Regions from separate parts of the Mus musculus genome. Here region 1 is linked to region 2. The links are chromatin contacts, called in public promoter capture Hi-C maps. All regions are on one chromosome and are shown on one strand. Each heading gives the region's core, a stretch centred on a gene start, on an enhancer-like site or on the middle of the called end of the contact. The rest is flanking DNA. Distances are from core to core; before and after follow the strand shown.

The links. Promoter capture Hi-C pulls out the DNA fragments that hold promoters and counts their contacts.
Region 1: a promoter capture Hi-C map of trophoblast stem cells shows a contact between it and region 2, with 2.1 times the contacts expected there. The contact joins the enhancer-like site here to the promoter of Tfe3 in region 2. A contact is called at or near these places in 13 of 39 promoter capture datasets (the 3T3-L1 cell line, 3T3-L1-derived adipocytes, embryonic stem cells and 8 more), 5 of 115 datasets of contacts at active chromatin or transcription factors (embryonic stem cells and epiblast stem cells) and 1 of 9 other capture datasets (liver).

What each region holds. Positions count from the first base shown.
Region 1 is chrX:7,991,402-7,998,088 of GRCm38.p6, reverse strand. The region is part of intron 2 of Gm39488 (a long non-coding RNA gene); the gene reads right to left. Among named protein-coding and RNA genes, the nearest start is that of Glod5, 24 kb to the left of the region's middle. Within about 2 kb of position 5,383, at least 32 of the 459 cell types and tissues checked have an H3K27ac peak or open chromatin away from gene starts, as enhancers often do. A contact at or near this core is called in fetal liver and trophoblast stem cells, where this site is marked.
Region 2 is chrX:7,759,271-7,765,901 of GRCm38.p6, reverse strand. It overlaps Tfe3 (transcription factor E3), which reads right to left and starts at 3,241. Exons shown (of 10, transcript NM_172472.3): 1 at 2,842-3,241; 2 at 282-395. The coding sequence starts at 2,957.

The DNA of each region.
Region 1 (6,687 bases), core at 4,134-6,633, 230 kb before region 2:
GAGACATGGGACACCATAATAAAACCAAACCTGCAAATTACAGGCATACAGGAAGGAGAAGGGCAAGTCTTCTTTTCGACCAGAGCAACAAGATCATAGAAGAAAACTTCCCCAAGCTTAGGAAAAACATACCTGCACACATTTAAAAAGCACCCAGAACACCAAATAGACAAGATCAGAACAAAGAAGTCTCCAGGGCATAGCATAGTTAAAACACTAAGCATACAGAACAAAGTGTATTGAAAGCTGAACGAGAAAACCACAAGTCATCATTAGAGTAATAGCTGATTTCTCAGTGGGAACGCTAAAAGCCAGAAGAGCCTGAAGCAATGTACTTCAAGTCCTCAAAGGCTAACCTAGAACAATATGCCCAAGCAAAACTGGAGACAATTTCCACAACATAAACTGCCTAAAAATATTTATATTCCACAAATCAAACCTAAGAAAAATATGGTAAGCATTATTGAGCCAAGAGGAAGAATGAGCATAGCAAAGAGATTGTAAAAAGAAATACAAAGCCATAATTATTAAAGCCCAAAATATCACTGAGAACACAAACACCACCAAAACTCAACTTTACGACGACCACAAGCAACATACACATTTCGTAATAACTTTAAATATCAATGGCTTTGATTCTTCAATCAGAAACAGGGACTCCTGAATGGATCAAGGAACAAAATCCGTCTATCTGTTTCCTATAGGAAACACATGTTAGGGGCTAGAAAGGTTGCTCAGTGGCTAAGAGCACTGACTGCTCTTCCAGAGGTCCTGAGTTCAATTCCCAGCAACCACATGGTGGCTCACAACCATCTCTAATGGGATCTGATGCCTTCTTCTGGTGTGTCTGAGGACAGCAACAGTGTATTCATATAAATAAAATAAAAATAAATCTTTAGCCGGGCGTGGTGGTGCACACCTTTAATCCCAGCACTTGGGAAGCAGAGGCAGGCGAATTTCTGAGTTCGAGGCCAGCCTGGTCTACAGAGTGAGTTCCAGGACAGCCAGGGCTACACAGAGCAACCCTGTCTCAAAAAAACCAAAATAATAATAATAATAAATTTTAAAAAGAAATGTGAGCTGGATAAATAAGACAAGGGGAAAGAAGTCAGAGTGTCCCTATTTACAGATGACACAGTATTATATATAAGGGAACCAAAAAATCCTACCATAAAACTTCCAGAAACAATCAACAATTTCAGCAATTAGCAGTGTACAAAATCAGCTCACACAAATCAATAGCTTTCTACATCTAAACAACAAACCTACAGAGAAAAAAGATCATGTATAAACTCCCATTCATAACAGTCTCAGAGAAAATCAAATATCTAGGATTAAATCTAAACAAGGAAGTGAAGGAGCTCCACAATGAAAACATACCTCAGAAAATCGAGACAAAGACACTAGAAAATGCAAAGACATCCCATGTTCATGGATTGGAACAATTAATATTGTGAAAATAACCATCCTATCAAAAGCATTTATAGATTTATTACAATCCCAATCCGAATCTTCATCTCATTCTTCATAGAAATAGGAAAAAAAACCTTAAAGTTCATCTGGAATCACAAGACTTCAAATAGCCAAAATAATTGAGAGCAAAGAGAAATGTGCTGGGAGAATATATTACCACTTCAGATCAAGACATGTTAACAGAGCCATAGCAATGAAAACAATGTGGTACTGGCAAAAAACAGACATGTAGGCCAATGGAACACAATAGATACAAACATGACTATGTGTAATTGTAGCCATCTAATATTTCATAAATATATGAAAAACATACATTGGAGTAAAAACAGCATCTTCAACATGTCAAAACCATACATTGATTAAAAGACAGCATCTTCAACAAATAATGCTGTGATAAAAAATATAGGGTGTCCATCAGTAGAAGAATGAAATTAGAGTCCATATCTATCATTCTGTAAAAAACCTAACTCCAGCCGGGCATGGTGGTGCACACCTTTAATCCCAGCACTCGGGAGGCAGAGGCAGAGGCAGGAGAATTTGAGTTCCAGGCCAGCCTGGTCTACAAAGTGAGCTCCAGGACAGCCAGGGCTATACAGAGAAACCCTGTCTCAGAAAAAAACCAAAAACAAACAAACAAACAAAAAACAAACAAAACACCAAAAACCTAACTCCATGTGCCTCAAAAACCTACATGTAAAACCTGAGACTGAAGCTGGGTGTGGTGGCGCATGCCTTTTAATCCCAGCACTCAGGAGGCAGAGGCAGGCAGATTTCTGAGTTCGAGGCCAGCCTGGTCCACAAAGTGAGTTCCAGGAAAAACAAAACAAAACAAAAAAACCCTGAGACTGCTAGAAGACAACAGTACCCTCCCCACAGTATATTGTACAATACAGGTGTAGGACCTTCTCAATATGATGCCATTTGCCCAAGAATTATGGACAAGTGGAACCTCAAAAACTTCTACACAGCTAAAGAAATAACCAGATGAAGAGGAAGCCCACATAATGGGAGAGAATCTTTGCCATCTAACAGAAAATTAATATCCAAGATATATAAAGAACTAAAAAAAACCCAACAAAATAAAAAAAAAAAAACCAAGGAATCAAAAAGAAAACAAAACAAAATAGATGACCCATTCAAAAAACAGGCTTTGGATCTAAACAAAATTCTCAAAAGAATTAAAAATATCTAAGAAACATCACAAAAAATGTTCATCATCTCTGGTGAGTAGAGAAATACAAATAAAAATAATTTTGTGATTTCATTTTACCCCAGGCAGGATAGAAAGACCAATAAAATAACTAAAAAAGATGCTTTTTAAAATAAATAACTTATTTTTTTTATGTGCATTGGTGTTTTGCCTGCTTGTATGTCTGTGTGAGGGTGTCAGAAGCCCTGAACCTGAAGTTATGACAGTTGTGAGCTGCCATGTGGATGCTGGGAATTAAACTCAGGTCCTCTGGAAGAGCAGTCAGCACTTTTAACTGCTGAGCTATCTCTCTAACTGCCCCCCCCCGACTCCTTGCCAAAAGATTTCTAAATTGCAAAACTAAAGAAAAAGAACTTCTCCAAACAGGGGCTAGGGAGATAGTTAAACACCTCCTGCACAAGCATGAGGGCCTAGGTTCAAATCCCCAGAGAGCACAGAAAGCCAAGCATGGTAGCAGGGATCTGTAGTCCCAGTGTTCCCGCAGCAAGACGGTCACAAGCTCATGCCTAGGCTAACCTAGCATACACAACAGCCTGTCTTGAACAAGGTAGAAGGCAAGGATTCACATGGGGGCTGTCTTTTGAATTTTACATACATATATATGTGCCCATACTCACATGAAAATGTACAGACTTACCACACACACTACACACAGACACACAGAGACAGACAGACAGACAGACAGACAGACACACACACACAGTCTTGGTTACTGTCCTACTGCTATGAAGAGACACCATGACCATGATGGTTTGAGTATGCTTGGCCCAGGGAATGACATTATTAGAAGGTGTAGCCTTGTTGGAGTAGATGTGTCACTGTGGGAGTTGGCTTAAGACCCTCATCCTAGCTGCCTGGAAGCCAGTATTCTCTTAGCAGCCTTCAGATGAAGATGTAGAACTCTCAGCTCCTCCTGCACCATGCCTGCCTGGAAGCTGTCATGCTCCCACCATGATGATAATGGACTGAACCTCTGAACCTGTAAGGCAGTCCCAATTAAATGTTGTCACTATAAGAGTTGCCTTGGTCATGGTGTCTGATCACAGCAATGAAACCCTAAGATAATGACCAAGACAATTATAAAAGAAAGTATTTAATCAGGGGCCTGCCTATAGTTTCAGAGGCTGAGTCCATTATCATTGTGGAAGCATAGCAGAAGGCAGACAGGAGTTGGGGCACTATCTGAGACCTTGATATCCTGATCCATAAGGCAAAAAGAGACACATGAGCTTTTGAAGCTTCAAAGCCCAGCCCAGCCCCAGTTGACACAGGTCCTCCAACAAGGCTACTCCTCCTAATCCTTCTCAAATAGTGCCCTACCCCTTGATGGCTAAGTATTCAAATAGATGAGCCTATGGGCCATTCTTTTTTTTTTTTTTTTTTTTTTTTTTTAGTTTTCAAGACAGGGTTTCTCTGTATAGCCCTGGCTGTCCTAGAACTCAAACTGTAGGTAGACCAGGCTGGCCTGAATTCAGGAATCAGCCTGCCTCTGCCTCCTGAGTACTGGGATTAAAGGTGTGCACCACCACTGCCTGGCTGGGCCATTGTTATTCAAACCACCGTGTGTGTGTGTGTGTGTGTGTGTGTGTGTGTGTGTGTCCACTGAGGCCAGACAAGAGAGGTTGAGGTCGATTCCCTGGAACTGGAGTGACAGGCCACCTTATGTGGGTGCTGGGAACTAAAGTCAGGTCCTCTATAAGAGCAGTAAGTGCCTCTTAGTGGCGGAGTCTTCCCTCCAGCAGCCACACTGTCCACCCGCACGTTAACTTTCACACACTTTTTAAAGACAGGGTCTTCTCTGTGTGGCCCTGCCTGTCCTGGAACGAACGAACCTTGGAGCCAAGTCTTATCTGTAACTTGCAGATATCTGCCTGTGTCTGCAATGTAGAGTTCTGAGATTAAAGGCTCGCACCACCATGCCTGCACAGCCTGCATGCATTTCCCTAACTACTGTGGGCCACCTCTGCCTCTTGAGGCCTGGCACATTCAGTAAAGTGACAGTAAAGCGATGGAGGGAGGAGCAAGAGAGCCCAGCCTTCAGAGCACTATTTGTGCGGAAGTCTCTGGTTCAGTTCCCAGCATCTACATAGTGGCTCCCAACCATCCTTAACTCCAGTTCCAGGGATCCGACACTCTCTTCTGGCCTCCATGGCACCCAGCCAAAGCACTCAGACACATTAAAAAAGCCGAGCTGGGTGGTGGTGGTGGCTCAGGCCTTTAAGCCCCACCCCCACCCCACCCCCATTCAGGAGACAGAGGCAAGAGGAACTCTGAGCTCAAGGCCAGCCTGGTTTACAGAATGAGTTCCAGGTCAGCCAGGGGGTGTTATACAGAGTAGCCCTGTCTTGGAAAAACAAAACAAACAAACAAACAAACAAACAAACAAAAACCCTGATAATAACAATTCTTAAAAAAAGAAACCAGTGGGCTGATCACTGATGGTCCTGTGTGAAACTGGCCTGGTATCTCTTAGCACTCACTCCTCTCTTAGCTCCTCCCTCCTGTCTCCCTGAGCCCGCCTCCTTCCCTGCAGTTCACATGCTCTCCGTTCTCTGCTTGCTCCTTCTTCCTGTCTGGCTTTATTTCATTTCTACTGTCTTTAAGTTGGAAGATCGAAGTGTTAAATGAGTGTTGTGCCTCAGCAGTTGCCATGGGTTGTGAGACACCATCCACAGCCAGCTGCCCGGGGCCTTTTCTTCTGCTGAGGACTGAGCTGTCACCTGCCCTCTCCTTTCTGCTCATCCCTCTCCCTTCTCCCATGTCTCTCCCTTCTCTAACTAGCCTCTAGTGACAGTTCACATTGGGGAAACAGGACTTTGCCCCTCCTCGCAATCTGGGCGACAAATAGACCATGAAGTCTCCATAGCTACACCACGGTCAAGTTGAGAGGCCCAGAAGGTCCTTGAGAGGCCAGGCCATCCTGGGTGAAAATCATGGCAAACAAGTGATTCATGCGTCCTGCCATGTGGAAGGGGTTTTTAGAAGTCTCCTGGATGACTGGGCTTCATTATGCACCCTCTGGGTTTTTTTCCTGTGATCCCCTTCTCAGGCAACCCAGGTGAGAAAGAACTCCAGTTGCTCCCCTTGCTGCCTCTGGCTACACAGCCTGGAGAATGCTCTCCCCTCCCTTGTCTTTCTAGGACACACTTTGCTGTGTTAGGAGCTGGATTTCTTGCACATTAGAGCTCACATTGGTTCCTGAAGGCCCATCCCTTCATCTAATAAGCTACCCACAGCCTGTTGTGTCGGATTCTCTTTACAGTTACATGAGACAAGAGAGCTCATGTTCGAGGACGCGCTCATTCCTGGACTTTATAGCATTCTTCTGTATGATAATGCATTGTACACTAGCAAAGTTACGAAGACTATAACCATGTCAGGCCCTGGAAACATTCCAAAGAAGTAATGCAAAGCCCAAGAAATCACTCAGGAAAAAGAAGGGTACAATCTCCTCCTAGTTTAGGCATACGGATGAAGCTTTAAAAAGACACCAATATAGACCCCAACTCAGCAGACAAGAAAGGCCTCGTTACTGTGGATTCTACTGCCTAACAACAGGCTGCAAACATCAGAAGAAAATTACAAATTAGGACAGGGCATTAAACTTCTAGAGGAAGCCTGGTTAATGAACTCTTTAGAGTATTTACTAATAAAGGCAAGACAGAGGAAGCTAACCAAGATAAAAGGTTGGCTAAAACATTCCCGGCTTTATCTTCCTTAATCTATGTGTGTCTCAAAGTTATCCCACCAAAAAGCCTTCACTAAAGCTTAGAAATTGCCTACAGTCTCTGAGGCCCAATCAGTGCACCTTTTGTTCCATGGAGGGTTATTAGCAATGGGAATGCCCTGACCTTTCCAGTCAGGTGCAACCACAGGGCAACCTGAACCAAAGGCCCCTCGTGGCCTCATGGTGAGATGATCTGCAACGCAATAATGGGGCTGGAGCATCGCACCATCCCAGGAATTGAAGTTGACATCACATATAAAGAGCCTTGCTCATCCTA
Region 2 (6,631 bases), core at 1,992-4,491:
GGGCTGCATGGCCCTACCCACAGGAGGGCGGGCGTTTAGGAAGGCCACGCCTATCCAAGTAGTCAGGTTTGCGAGATCTGTACGTGAATTCTAGTAAGGGTAAGGCATGGCCAGAGACGCACTGACATGTCCACCTGCTGGCCTCCTCCATGCCTATAATTTCAGCACGGGGAAAATATAGGCTACGGAGGAGGGGAGAATGGGTTTGGGTGGGCTCCGAGGGTCCCTGGCCATGGAGTAAGGAGAAAGACTGGGAGCAGGATCAGTTCAGACAGTCGTACCTGGAGCGGAGGGATAGGGGTTGGCTTTTGAGCTCGTAGAAGCTGTCAGGATCGAGGATGTTTTCTAACTCGATATCAGCAACAATCCCGGATTCCGGAAGCAAAGAATTCAGGCTGAGGGTGGGAGGGAGGAAGGAGTGGTGATCAGTGACTGCCGGGAGCTCTAAATACCCTCCCTTCCCCAGACACTGAAGCGAAGCGGGCTCATATCCAGAAGGGCACTGCCTAGACCAAGTCCCAAATCTTTTGCCTCCCCCTACCCTATACTGCTTCCTACCCACAGGCCCTTGAAGGGTCGGAACAATAGAAAGGCCGGGACCCCAACTCCCTCGCTTGAACCATCACAACAACCAGGGATGGGGGGGGGGGGCGACACAAGAGGACTTTGAGAATAACAATTCACTTTGAATAAGGATTCCCGGCTGCTTTGCATTCAGAGTTCTCCCAGCCCCCACACCCCCTACTGTTTTGCCCATAGCTGAAAGTGAACCCATGTCCGTACACATGCACACAACAGAGGTACCCATCAGCCCAACACTCCATTGTAACACCAACTGAATGCATCACAAAGAGACCTGGGCTTCCAGGTTCACTTTGCATTAAGAGTTACCACTTTGCAAATGAGTTCTTCCAGCCCCAGGCAGAGTTCTTAGGCCGCTCCTTCCCAGCAAATACAAGAAGGGACTAGGAAAGGCTCCCCTCACTCCTCCAGGGAGCAGCTTCAAAAAACTGAGCGCACAAGCTGCCTTGCAGGACGAGCATCTTTCTTACTAGGAGAAACTACCCAACCTCCTCCTCCTCCTACTTTGTAGAGAGATCAAAACACACACCCGTTTTCAGTAACAGCATCCACCTGCACACAAAACAAGCCCTACCTCACATGAAGGAAGAGGGCTGCGGTCAATCTAGCCTACATACGGAGCCTGCATCTCAAGTCATAAAAACAAACAAACAAACAAACAAACCAACCAAAAAACCCATAGGAGCTAGGACTTGCACTAGAGCAGCAAAGCAATATCCATCCCTCCTTTCAACTGTGCCCATTACTGCGATGATCAAGGCTGTTATAAGCAATCCACGATAGTTGTGCTCAGTCCTCCCTGTTAGGGAGAAAGGACCCTAGTGTCCCGGCAAAACACGCACGAGGGTGAATATACATCCTTACTAGATGAGGATAGCTCCGTGGTACAGCTCTTGTCTAGCAAGTGCGAAGCCCTGGGTTCCACCCACCGCATCCCCAAATAATATGCACCCTTGAATTCAGTCAAGTTTAGAATCCACTAAGCTTGTGACTCCGCTCAGTACAAAGTCTTTCCCCTCCCCAGCGATGGTCTTCCTTCCTCTCCTTGCGCAGATGGGGCTCTAAAGCCACCCAGGAAGTCGGGAAGAGGAAGCTCCGAGAGTAGCTGAGTTCAGCACAATCCCAGGCAGAGAGGAGGCAGCCCCCCTCCCATACTCACACACACCACTGCACGTTAAGTTGAAAAAGGTGGGGGCTGGAGAGGGCAGGGCTATGGACAAGGAAGGCCTGGAGCTTCAAAGCAAGGCTGATGGAGGTGAGAGGAGCCGAAAAGGAGAGACTGAGGACCCACCCAGACGGGAATGGTGCAATCGGTACTCACTCCAGCTCTAGAGACTGATTCAAGATTACACCCGGGAACTGAGAGACCGGCTGGGAGGGCGAAATAAAAGGAAGAGGGGGTGTGTGGGTAGGGAGTGGGCAGGGCCGGCTTGGCTGCAAGGCTAGGGCGAGTGGCAACAGAAACAAGACCCTCCTCTGGGCTTCCATATAAGGCTCTAGGCCTCCCCCCAACCCCCCACGCCTAAAAAGTGAACTGTATCTTTCCAGTGTGCCCTGCCGCATCACATTTTATCACCCATTGGATAAGACAAGAGGGGTTTCCACTATCTCGGCCTTTCTGTACAGACGCCAGCTGAGCGGGGTAGCAACAGTGAACCGATTGGGCCCAGCAAGTTGCTTCGCTCAATTATTCACACACACTCCCGGCAGATCGGAGACCTCCCCCTAACTCCTTTAGACTCGTGCTATTCCCAAAAACACAGCACCGGCTACTGGGAATCACTAGGTGCCCCAAATAACACCTCTGCCTCCCTGAATTTTCCCCCCACACACACTAAAAGGGGGAGGGGGGAAACCCCAGGATTTCCTTAAAATCAGTGCCTCACCTGACAGTATGTATGCCCTCACATTCATCCCTCCGCGACCGAGTCAACAATCCCCAATTCAGCTTTTAATCAGTTTCCAAGTTCAACTACAGCAAACCAGTTTCTGTATACTCCACGATCTGCCCCGCTAGACCCAGCAAAGACACCCCCCCAAATATGACTCTGCCCTCCTCACGCACTCCCACTACTCCTGTAAGCGTCTATCCAAGCAGATCAGTACCAGATTTCTGAGGCGCCCACCCAAGATGGGCACTCCGACGTCCTTCAAGCCTAGGCCAAGAGTCTCCAACCCCAGTCGAGGACCCCCCGTGTCCTGAGATGAGTCCCCGGGGAACCTCAGTTGTCACTCCCGGCCCCAGAGGTGGCCCCGCACCTGAGCAGCTGGGCCGACTCAGCTGGCCTGCGCTCTTCCAATAGCAGGAACACGGCTCGAGGGCCCTCCGCGCTGGCCTCTACGGCGTCCCGAGCTGGCTCGGCTGCATGAGACATGACGCCCGGCTCCGGGCGAGCCCTGCCAGGCCGGTCGGGCCTTGGCCCGGTCCCCCTAACAAAATAAGAGTCCCCCTCCCCCTGTTTGCCGCTGCCTCCTCCGTTAAGCCATGGAGCTAGCACTGCGTGGGCGGGCGGCGTCGGGAAGATGGGATGGGCCGTGAGTCATCACCCGCCCTGAACGGACCGACACCCCCCAACCTAACCCCGAACGACCGCTCGCCTCCCTCTCGTCCTCTTCCCCCTCCTCCTTGGGCTGGGGAAACTCCACAGGAAGTGACCACACTGGGGATGGAAGTCTGGTTGGGCCATACCTCCTGAGCAAGGCAGCCAGTTGCAGCCGGGAGATTGGAGAGCCCGCCCTAAGCCACGACTTCGAGCGGTAGGGAACACCGGCTTCGGCCCGCCCTTCGGAAAAGGGCCTTTAGGCCACGCCCCGGGAGGCGGAAGCAAATAGGAGAGGAGTGATTTGGTTGAGCCACGCCTTCATTTTTACGTAGCTTCCTGAGCCACACCCCCTCCCTCAAATTATCCACACCATCCTCATGCCCCCCAGCCCCAATCCCCATCCCCAGCAAGATATTAAGCTGAGTCTTGGGTTTTCTGCACCTGCGTGGAAAGTCTCCATGCCAAGGTTTTTTTTTTTTTTTTTTTTTTTTTTTAGCGGAACCATGCCGGCTCTTAGCCCTGGATCTTCCCAGCCCGCACCCCAACTTCTTGGTACCCATGTCTTCTCAAGCCACTTTGAGTGAGGCACCGACATTCCTTAAAGGTGGTGCTGAAACCCTGCCCTTTTGGTACCCACAGTCCAGCCACGGAGCTGGTCTTCCAGAAAGAGCTCAGCCTTTTTTGTTGTTATCTAAAGTATTTGTTGTACTATGATCGTTGTACTACGCAATAGACGGTCAATGAAGCTTTTGACAGATGGATGAATGAGTGGACGGATGGTAATTAGATCTGGTTTCCAGAGAATGACTTCTATAATCAAAATGAACTATTTGAATAATGCAGAAGACCTGCTCCACTCTGCGCCTCCACGTTCCTGCCCTGGCAAATGGGGCCATAAACTGTGTTGGCAAAGTTATGAGGATAAGAGATATATAAATAAGGAAAAAGGCAGGCAAGCTGTTTTGCATACAAGAAATTTCCCAACCTTAATCGATTTGCTCACTTGTTTGCTTGATCAATCATTTAGGAGGAGCCTGTGTGCGGCAGATAAATGCAGGGTGACGCAGACACAGAAGTTCCACTGACACCAACAGGTACACGTAGTTCATAAAACACCAGAGCCCACCACTTCTCCCATCCTACTTCCCAGCATCCTGAGACCATCAGTTGGAGCAGGAGAAAATTTATGACAGCGGGTGTGGGAGTATGGTGGGACAACTCTGTCATCACAGGAGGAGGGACATGAACAGCAGAGAATTTGTTGGTCCAGATCATCCTTAGCTACACAGTGAGTTGCAGAATGGTCTGAGATACGAGTACTCCTGGAAGAAAAAGCAAGGATGCAGGCTGATGAGATGGCTCAGCGGGTAAGAGCACCCGACTGCTCTTCCGAAGGTCCTGAGTTCAAATCCCAGCAACCACATGGTGGCTTACAACCATCCGTAGTGAGATCTGACTCCCTCTTCTGGGGTGTCTGAAGACAGCTATGGTGTACTTACATAGAATAAATAAATAAATAAATAAATAAATAAATAAATAAATAAATAAATAAAAGCAAGGATGCTCACTGGGCTTGCACTAGAGCTAATCTCACTCCCTTGGCTTTGTAAATATGCACATTTCTGCACAGACATGACCACCTCACAATGGGGACCCTTTACAGAAGAAAGGTTATAGTTTTAAGTTACTTTTGAAGGCTTCAAGACAGGAGCTACTTTTGTAGTTCCCGCTGGCCTGGAACTCACTACAGAAAACCACATTGGCCTTGATTTCTCAGAAATCTCCCCTCTTCTAAACCCCCAACCCCCAGAGAAGGGATTGAAGGCCATCCACCCCCAACACTACTCCAGGCTACTATTTTTTTTAAGATTTATTTATTTATTTTATTTATATGAGTACACTGCAGCTGTCTTCAGATACCTGAGAAGAAGGCATCGGGTCCCATTACAGATGGTTGTGAGCCACCATGTGGTTGCTGGGATTTGAACTCAGGACCTCTGGAAGAGCAATCAGTGCCCTTAACTGCCGAGCCACCTCTCCAGTCCGTATTTTTTTTTTAATATTTATGTATCCATCTATTTTTCTAGGGTATGTGTGTGTGTGCCTGCCTGTATGTATGTGTACCACATGCATGTAAGAGCCTGCGGAGGTCAGAAGAGGGCACTGGGTACCCTGAAACTGGAGTTGCAGATGACTGTAAGTCTGCATGTGGACACTGGGGATCAGAACCTGGGTCCTCTAGGAGAGCAAATGCTGTTATCCTCTGATTGGTTTCTCTTTTTTTTTTTTTTTTGGTTTTTCGAGACAGGGTTTCTCTGTATAGCCCTGGCTGTCCTGGAACTCACTCTGTAGACCAGGCTGGCCTCAAACTCAGAAATCCACCTGCCTCTGCCTCCGGAGTGCTGGGATTAAAGGCGTGTGCCACCACGCCCGGCTCTCTGATTGGTTTCTCAATCCTTTATGATGATGATGATGATGATGATGATGACGATGACGATGATGATGATGATGTTAGATACATTTTATGTGTATTAGTGTTTCCCCTGCACATGGGTATGTGTGCCCTGTCCATGCCTGGTCCTAGAATCTAGGTCCTCTGGAAGAGCAGAGGCTAATGTTCTTAACCATTGAGGCATCTTCTCTAGCCCCAAGAAGAGACATTGTAAAAAAAAAAAAAAGGGGGACAGGGTTCTCTGTGTAGCCCTGATTGTCCTGGAACTCACTTTGTAGACCAGGCTGGCCTCAAACTCAGAGATCCACCTGCCTCTGCCTCCCGAGGGCTGGGATTAAAGGTGTGCGCCACCATGCCTGGCAACTATTGTAAGATTGTTTAAAATTCCTTTTTAAACATTTTTTTTCTTAAGATTTTCACATAGTTTGAGAATTTTTCTTTTTATTTTGATACTTTGAAGCATTCTAACCGAATGTTCTATGGGTAAAATCCTTAAGCCAGGCAGAGTCATGTATGTCTGTAATCCCGGCTCAGGAGGATAAGGTAGAAGGAACACAATTTGAGGTCAGCCAGGTTCATAGCAGTATCCTGTTTCAAAAATAAAATAGAAGGAGCTGGAGAGCTGCCTTGGCAGGTAAGATTACGTGTTGCTCTTGTAAAGGTCCTGGATTCAGTTCCCAGAATCCACATGGTGGCTCACTACCATTTGTAATTCTGGTTCCAAGAGATCTGTCTTCCAGCCTCAGTGGACATTAGGCACAGGTGGCACACATACATATACAAAGGCAAAACACTCTTACACATAAAATAAAATTAATAATAAAAATTAAAGAGGACATCTCTTTTCCTTCCTTAAATATATTACAATACAATGTGGTATGTGTGTGGGGGGAGAAGTTGAGACAAAATCACACTACATAGCTCTGGCTGTCCTAGAACTTGTCCTGGACAAGTGGAAAGTGTGCACTCCTGCGGCTTTCCACTCTGCTCTCTCACACCATTCAGAATCCTGTTCGGGGATAAATCTCACATCTCACATACAGTTTGAAAAAAG